2 separate regions of the Mus musculus genome follow, and region 1 is linked to region 2. Evidence: chromatin contacts called from public Hi-C data. All regions are on one chromosome and are shown on one strand. The core of a region is the stretch at or near the end of the contact, and the rest is flanking DNA. Distances in the headings are between cores, read along the strand shown. Region 1 overlaps Derl1 (Der1-like domain family, member 1). Region 2 overlaps Zhx2 (zinc fingers and homeoboxes 2).

Region 1 (4,127 bases), core at 53-2,552, 110 kb after region 2:
AGCCATTTACGGTAAAGTGACTGTTGGCTACTCCCCAGAGCACAGGCTTTGTAAAGCGGATACATCTGCCAGCCTACTTGATAAATCTAGAACAAAAATCCCAACCTGCGGCTACTGTGTCCTTTGGTAATTAGAAAACACACTGGTCATTTATTTTTCAGCCTGAAAGCAACCCGAGGCACAAAGAGAAACAAATTTCATTTTACTCTCTTTTAAAAACAAACAAGCCACTGGAGTTTTCTGATTATAGTTCGCAATCAAATGTCTTCTACAAACACACCCTAACCTGCACAGAGCTGGGGCGGAAGGGGACTGCTAAAAGTGTTTCTGCCCTCACCTACTCCTTGAAAAGAAAGAGAACTGCAGACATTAAAGAAACATCTTGATTCAAAGGGGTCCCGTCTTTTAAACTCTTAGATGCAAGACATTATACCATCTCCCTCGTGGGATTAGGTGTGACTGTCAGGCAGGCTGGGACACTCATAAGGTGATTTGACTGGTCCCGATTTCAAGCCTTTTGCTTCACTGACAGAAGGGTCATGCTACTTACACACTCCAGTGTTTGAGCATCTCTTCTCAGCCACCAGCCCTCCCGGAGACATCAGGCACAGGGCTTTTATTAACCCAGAACCCAGTACTATGTCATTAACCCACTACCCACCATTATGCTTCCAATAATGAGTCTTGCTCTACCCAGTCCTATGAGAAAGGGACAGCCTTTCAACTCAGACTTATGAACCAAAAATTGGAGGTTTTAATAAGTAACTTCCCCAGTATCAAAAACAGCACACAAAGGGAATGGCATCTGATCCGGAGTTCTTGCCCTTGGCCTCTTCTACTTAATTCACTCTAAAAAAGAGAACGACCAAGCACCTGCTTCCAAGGAGTCGGAAATCTCAAGTCTCTCGTTCAAACTTTAAACAATCTACAAAAGTTCTAGTCTATAGCATTTACTATATGAAAGTTTAAACCAGGCAGGGGGTGGCACACCGATGGTTCTAGCACTTGGAAGACTGAGGCAGGAGGATAGAGGGTTTAAGGTAAGCCTGAGCTATATAGCAGGGACCCTGTCCCTAAAACAAGAACAAATAAAAACACATTTTAAAAACAGCAAATAATGAGCTAACTTCTCAGTCAACATCATGGGTGAAACCAATGTTTCAAGAAAAAAAAAAAAAAAGCAGTGTTATCCTTTATGACACTTGTCCCCCAGCCTACTGTTGGCACTCTAAAGTAGCACCAAATAACTCGACCTGCTCAGCATAGGTGATCTTTGTAACGGCTTAACCCAGTCAGTGATCTTTACCCAGATGTTATGAAAGGGACTAAGCTGTGGCATGAATCCCTGGTTTCCTGACTGTGACCACAGTAAGAACTTTATTGGCTCGAATTTCTTTCTCGCTTAGAGAGGGCAGTGAAGTGTCTCCTCATGAAAATGTCTCCTGTTGGGATACCTGAAACCACAGGACAACACAATGTTCAACAAGAGAAGAGAAAACTTACAAAAACTGAGGTGTGGACAGAAAATTCCTTCCTCCCAAGTCCATTGGGTATCTGAACATCAGGAAGAAATAAAGATGGCCGACAAGGTTTCCAATGAGCTCATTGATCACCCTGCAAAGAGAGGCAAGTCAGTGCAAAGACACCCAGGCAACACAGTGAGCTGCAGCAAGCTGGAGCCAAGAGCATGGGAAAGAGTCGTGTTCACTGTCGTCCATTACCGTCCCCGGGAGTCGGCGACAGCTCTACAATGGGCCCTTTTATAGTGAGGGACAAACGTATTCTGAGGGAGAGGGAAATCAGGGCTGAAGAACGAATGAGGCCCACAGCTTCCAGGCCCAAAGCACCTCTGACATACATCTCTTCCAAGACCCCAGTCCATCCTCAAAACATTAGTTTTATTCCAGTATGTCTCAGGAGGTGGGGCAGGCGCAACGCGAGTGAGTTTCTGAGCTCTTGCCTACACACACGATGTTTGTAAAACAGACAAATACGCAGACTACCAAGAGAAGAGCATGGGAGGGAGGAAGATGGACAGCAACCACTGCTCCCACATTTCTGGAGCTGTGGTTTGCATCTCTCTTGCATCGCTGTCAGTGAGATGAGACACACAGAGATCACTTAGGACTGCTGAGCCTTGCCCTGCATCCTAAAGTCAGTACTGACTCTTCAGGTCTCCCAGGCTCACACAGGCACCTGCAGCAGCCACGGCTGCTATTTACATATCCTTCTTCCATCTTTACCCACGTGATTCTTGCCGGAGCAAACGAACACCTGCAACTTCCCACACTCTGCCCGAGTAGTAGGGGAGCCGAGAGAGGCTGACCAATGTCAAAAGGTGCTAAGCTCTACAATGTCCTTCTCTTCAGGCCACTCACTTCTCTCTGGAAATACACAGGAGTAGTAAGGACCATCTAGCTCCAATACATCAGGCTCTAAGAAGGGTTAGGACTTTTGCAATCTACTAACTCTTGAAAAATTGGTAAGAAAGAAATGAGAGCTCTTAAAATCTCTACCTTGGGTTTTGTTTTGGGTTTGGTTTATTCGAGATAGGGTTTAGCTATGTAACCCTGGCTGGCCCACCTGCCTCTGCTTCCCAAGTGCTGCAATTAAAGGTGTGTGCCACCTATCATGCAGAGGAAGGCTCTTCTCATTCTTAAAGATTTAAAATACATATCTGTAACTGTTGTGCATGCCTATGTGTATACACAGCATGGGCACAAGCACAGAGGGGCTGGAGATATCAGAGACCCCTGGAGCTAAGGTTACAGGCAGTTGTGCGCTGCCCACCATGCGTGCTGGGAACCAAACTTAGATCCTCTGCAAGAGCAATCTCTGCTCTTAACCACTGTGTGGTCTCCCCAGACAGCTCCTTCTAAAAGGTCCCTCTCTAAACTTAAGACTGGAAACATGAAAGGGTTTCCTACATCTCAGTACCAACTCCAGACCAACGGAGGAGAAATTTGACCCTGCCTAACAAAGTTCTACACCATCAAACCATGTACAGAGGTACTTCTCATCTAGAAATCTCCATTTCTATGGCAGTAGCCATTTCCAAGGCATTCTGGGAGTGTCTGAAAACAAGCAGTAATCTTCCAGATAAGATCCGAAGACAAACCAAGGCAAGTAAGTTCTGTATTTGCCCAGTATGGATACTGAATCCAGACAGGCATATATTTATTCAAACAAATAGGTCTAGAAACACAATGTGTCTAGTGACAAGCTAACAAAATGATAGCCATCCAATGTCAAAGGTGCTTACATCCTGTAGTGCAACCAATTATATCCAAACACCTTTCTCTCTAAGGTTCTAACATATCAACACTCAGTCTTTAAAGTCTTTAAAAGCCTAAGAAAGGAAAATAAAAATGAATCAAGTTTCCCAAGGATTAGTCTCCAGATAAATAAATCTAACATTACTTACGAGCCTCCAATGATATAGTTGAATCCAAGGATAACCCAAGGTAAGTAACAGGCCTAGGAAAGAGGACACAGATGTGAACAGCCGAGTCTGAAAACACATGGCACCTGGGGAACTGAAAATGGGGAGAAAGTAGTGACCAGGGCTTTACAGAAATCACTAGGTCACTACAAAATTTCTCAAATCTAAGGCCGGCCCTACTGCACTTACATCTTCCTATCTAAAACTAAACTTATTTGTCCTACTAAGTTAATATTCACAAGGAAACTAACAAGTATCTTATGGATGACAGTAAAAACACCCCAAACAGAACCACTGGAAGACTTCAAAAGCGATTGTTATAAGTAATTAACTTGAATTTTTATCTAACATTGTGTGTGAATGTCCTGAACTAACAGTCTCCCAACAAGATATTAGGGTTCCAGATCTGACACCCTAGACCAAACTTAAGCTGAGTGAACTTCAATGGAACTTCAGAAACTAGTAAAAGGGAGCTTAAAAATAGTTATGAGTCTAACTGGGGTAAGTAGTAGCCCGCAGACTAGACAAGTCTAACTCCAGCCAGGAGCTCAAGCAACATTCAGTTCTATAATTACAGGTCGTCGTTACAGGTAGAAAACAGCAAACTCCAGGAACATAGGGGGTGCTATTCTAGGTACAGTATGTGGCACCTAATAGGAAGTGCAGGAGTGACAAAAAGATTAGA
Region 2 (3,910 bases), core at 784-3,283:
CTTGGGTGCATCAGATAGCAGCAGAGAAAAGACACAACAGACAGAAGTCAGCCAGTAAAGGCATTAATGGGGCAGGGGCATGAAGAGAAAAAGACTCTGCAGAGGGGGCACTCAGAAGCCTCATCCTTGAGGTATGGGGATATTCTAAATCTTTGAGGGGATCTCTCCCCCCCCCCCTCTCTCTCTCCTTTCTCTCTCTCCCTTCAACCCACTTTTTCAGGTAAAGGAAGGGAAGCATTATGTCTCCTTTCGCTTTGTCTCCATTTTTTCTGTATTTCTTCCTAAGGCGGTACAGCAGGGACCAGCCATGTCTCTGCTGTATATGTGGAATGTGAGCTAAAAATGTTTGCCTGTGTTTATAACTGCAAAACAAAAACCCCAAACTTGACTCTTCTATGGAAACTGTGTATTGCTCCATTTTCAGTTGCTATAACAAAAAAAAAAAAATCTGAGTCTGGATAATATATAAAGATAAGAGGCTTGTTTGGTGGATGTTAGAAGCATGTGTGGAAGAGACATATGACAAGACAGAAAGCCAGAGACAAGAGATTCAGGCTTGTTTTCATTATGTTGCCTTAGTCTCCCTAGCACTAATAAAGGCCCTGAGAGAACTACTTTAATCTCCTCCAGGGGTGGCACTCCCAATGACCTAATCACCTTCATTAAGCCACGCCTCTTAAAAGCCCTGCACAATCCTGGAACCCAGCCTTCTAGGTCATGACAATTTGATGGATCCCCTCGTACACCAGACAGTGGTGTACGACCACCATCTGGCCCCTTCCATGGAGAACATACAGACTTCAGAAAACACTTGGGCAGCGGACAGGACCCACTGGGCTCTTTCAAATGTGAGTGCACCTTGAAATAGTCCTTCAGTGGTATCATTGACAACCTCTGTAGCCAGAGCTGCGGTGCCCGTAGCAATAACAGGCCAGTGGAAAATTGGGTGGTTGGGATTTGAGGCTATTATTTGTCATCTCTCACCTGTCCTCAGACACAAAGCCAACACAGCTGTGGTCGGCTGACAAAGGTGGAAGGACAGGTTTGGGAGAGTGAGTCACTCCTCACAGTACAGGGAGCTAGCTAGGATTTGACCCAGGCAGCCTGCTTCTAAGCTTCTTTACTTTGCCTCTCTGTTGCTGCCACTTGTTCTCCCTGTGAGCAAAAGAAACAGTGCCCCCACCCCCTGATTTGCTGTCCTGGCTCTTTTCCCCCAACTTTCTGGCAAAACTCCTCCCCACGATAAAAGGGCAAATGAAAAGCAGAAGATCTGTCAGAAACAGCTCTAACACAAACAGCTAGAATTTGTTTTCCAGAATTCCTTCATTTGTCCATCCAGCCATCCATCCATCCACCCATCCAACAAGCACAACTCAGCTCCAGGACCTCATGACAGCCTTCATCTTTGGCACCAGCAGCTTGCAAAAGTTCCTGGATCCTCCAGAGTCATTGTCACCAGATAGCTCAAAGGAAGGCTCACTTCGTAGTGCAAAGCACTTGATTAATATGCTGCAATTTGGGCAGCGCTAGGCTGTTCTGGCACCCCCACCCAACTCTGTTGCCATGACGACATTATTTTAACAAACAGCTCTTTAATATTTAATGAAAATTATACTCTGACAGGCGGGCAGAACAACCGCACCACAGAGGGCTTAGAAGGGTCCATGAGGACAACTTTGCACAAAGCCATCCGTCCCCTGATCCCTGTAAGCTGTTTGTCACCAGAAAATGCAGGTGCTCTGGGGCCAGGAGTCACTGTGATGCCAGACATGGGTCATGCATAGCAATTGAAGCTTGTCACATTTTTAAATGCAGGATGTCACAACGGTTTCATGAGGACAGGGTAGCGTGATAGCATTATTAAATACTGCTTTCTACACCGAGCTGCCGAACCCACCCCCACCCCCCACCCCCCAGCTCATCTGGGGATGCTGAGAGCCTTGTCTGCTTCCTGGGCCTTGAGTCAGGCTGAATTGTAAGACAGCATGTGAAGAGAGAGCCCAGAGTGTGCATGCCAGGCCGAGAATCAGCCTGTGCCTCCTCGTCAAAGCGCCATCTGTCCAAGGCAGCTGATTCAGTAGCAGAAGGTGCAGAGATTAGGCGATCCAGACCCCTGCCTCAAAGGGGTGTGTCAAGACGGAAAAGACCATCACTACGCTCTGGCCTCCTCCATCATTGAGTTAGTCTGTACACCAGGCACTGTAGTAAGCTTTTGAAGGCAAAAGTCATTACCCTCTAGATCTGCAATGAGAAAAATGGATGGATAACTAAAGCGGAGAGAACAATACGGTGGTCTCTCAGTTTTCTCATCCATAAATTGGGAATATAGCACTATCTTCACAGATAGCTGCCATGGGGTTCAAAACACAATAAATACATGAGAAGACCTAGGGAAAAGTATTTAAAACAGTGAGACATGCCAAGTATGACATAGATGCTAGGTAGGACTTCTTTGTCCATAGTACCACGTTTATCATTATAGGAGCTAGCATGTACCAAATGCTTACTCTTCTGCATCTCTGAGGCTGATTTGGAGCTGTACGATCTCATTGAAATTTCACAGATAAGTCTGTGAGACTATATAATCCTCACCATCCTCACTTTGCAAGGGAGGACATCGAGGTGCCATGGAGTTCCAGGATCTCTAGATGAAGTCTTGAAAATCCCCTAGGTAAACGGCCACGGCTACCACAGAAGCCAGGAATGTCCACTGACAGCATGGGACTGAAGCAGGGAAGAGCCTCTGGTGCGGAGGAAGGAGCCTGCAGCAGCAGACATGAGCTGTATCCGAGGGAGGGAGCGTGGTCTGGCTCCACAGTTGAAGAAGTAGATTCTTGGCACCAGCAGAAAGCTTGTCTTAAACAAATATAACCTGTTTATTTAGACTGTATATAAGACTTTTATTAAAATAAATAGATTGGGAGAAGAAAGGGAAAACAGAAGGGAAGGTATAAGACTTACAGTTTTCTGTTCCTCCTACTAGGATTTCACTGAGTATCTGTATGGCGAGCATAGGTGCGCGAGTGCATGTGTGTGTGTGTGTGTGTGTGTGTGTGTGTGTGTGTGTGTGTGTGTGTTAAATAACAGCCCCTGCCTGTTGTATCCCAGAGCAAAGAAACAAGCAGAGAAAGGGAAGTTCAAATTGTGCACCAAAATACAGGCAAAGTCATTAAGGAATAGCATGCCCCAATTTTTAAAACCCCTTCTCTGGCTATTTTGGTTATTTATTACCATGGTAGTGCTTTGTATCAAACAACCCCATAAGCCTATGGAGGACAGTAGGACATATTTAGTCAGCTCCCAGGTCTGAAGGGTGAAATCAATGGCCTCTCATTCCATGAGATGGCTAACATATTTGATGTCAGTTTAGGGGGAACATGGACTGTGTGCTGCTTGACATGAGGTAACCTCAACTAGGATGACAAACGCCAAAGCTGGATAAGTCATTCACCCTGTAGAGGCTTACCATGGCATGACCTCATGGGAGCGACAGTAGAGTCTACAAAGAGAAAATAACAGGACATATAGAAGCCTTAGTTATCACTAATATCCACCCTCCCAAAGCCAGTCACAACGCAGAGCCACCGTGAGAGAGCTCCACTGAGCTGTGCCACAGAGCATGGGGGTGAGGAGGCATCATGACTGAGCTATCACCCAAGCATGGTCACTGGACTTTCAGAGGGAAGAGCCCAAGGTTCAGGACAGTATGTGGCTTCCAGAGGTCCCACTGTGGTAGGGCTGGAATGTGGACACAAGCTGACTGGCTGGTCCAAAACTGGCATATTTTCCAACTTCTGCTCAGTAGGAAGATGCTCAGAAGAGGAACTAGAATAGAGTTGCTGTTGTCTTTCTGAAGCTAGAGACCCAGTTGCCCCTAAAGGAGGACAGGGCTTGTGGAATCCGTGCCATA

Evidence for each region. A called contact is a pair of places that touch in the nucleus more often than the background predicts.
Region 1: a contact with region 2 is called in a Hi-C map of cerebral cortex, with 2.0 times the contacts expected there. The contact joins two enhancer-like sites. A contact is called at or near these places in 3 of 39 promoter capture datasets (the HPC-7 cell line, hippocampal neurons and neutrophils), 2 of 15 datasets of contacts at CTCF or cohesin (large pre-B cells and pro-B cells), 14 of 484 Hi-C or Micro-C datasets (CD4 T cells, CD8 T cells, Sertoli cells and 8 more) and 4 of 115 datasets of contacts at active chromatin or transcription factors (the HPC-7 cell line, embryonic basal ganglia, embryonic stem cells and 1 more).

The regions. Positions count from the first base shown.
Region 1 is chr15:57,873,994-57,878,120 of GRCm38.p6, forward strand. It overlaps Derl1 (Der1-like domain family, member 1), which reads right to left. Exons shown (of 8, transcript NM_024207.4): 6 at 3,425-3,477; 7 at 1,504-1,614. Among named protein-coding and RNA genes, the nearest start is that of Derl1, 16 kb to the right of the region's middle. Within about 2 kb of position 1,303, at least 18 of the 459 cell types and tissues checked have an H3K27ac peak or open chromatin away from gene starts, as enhancers often do. A contact at or near this core is called in cerebral cortex, where this site is marked.
Region 2 is chr15:57,764,693-57,768,602 of GRCm38.p6, forward strand. All of the region lies in intron 2 of Zhx2 (zinc fingers and homeoboxes 2), which reads left to right. Among named protein-coding and RNA genes, the nearest start is that of Zhx2, 72 kb to the left of the region's middle. Within about 2 kb of position 2,034, at least 61 of the 459 cell types and tissues checked have an H3K27ac peak or open chromatin away from gene starts, as enhancers often do. A contact at or near this core is called in cerebral cortex, where this site is marked.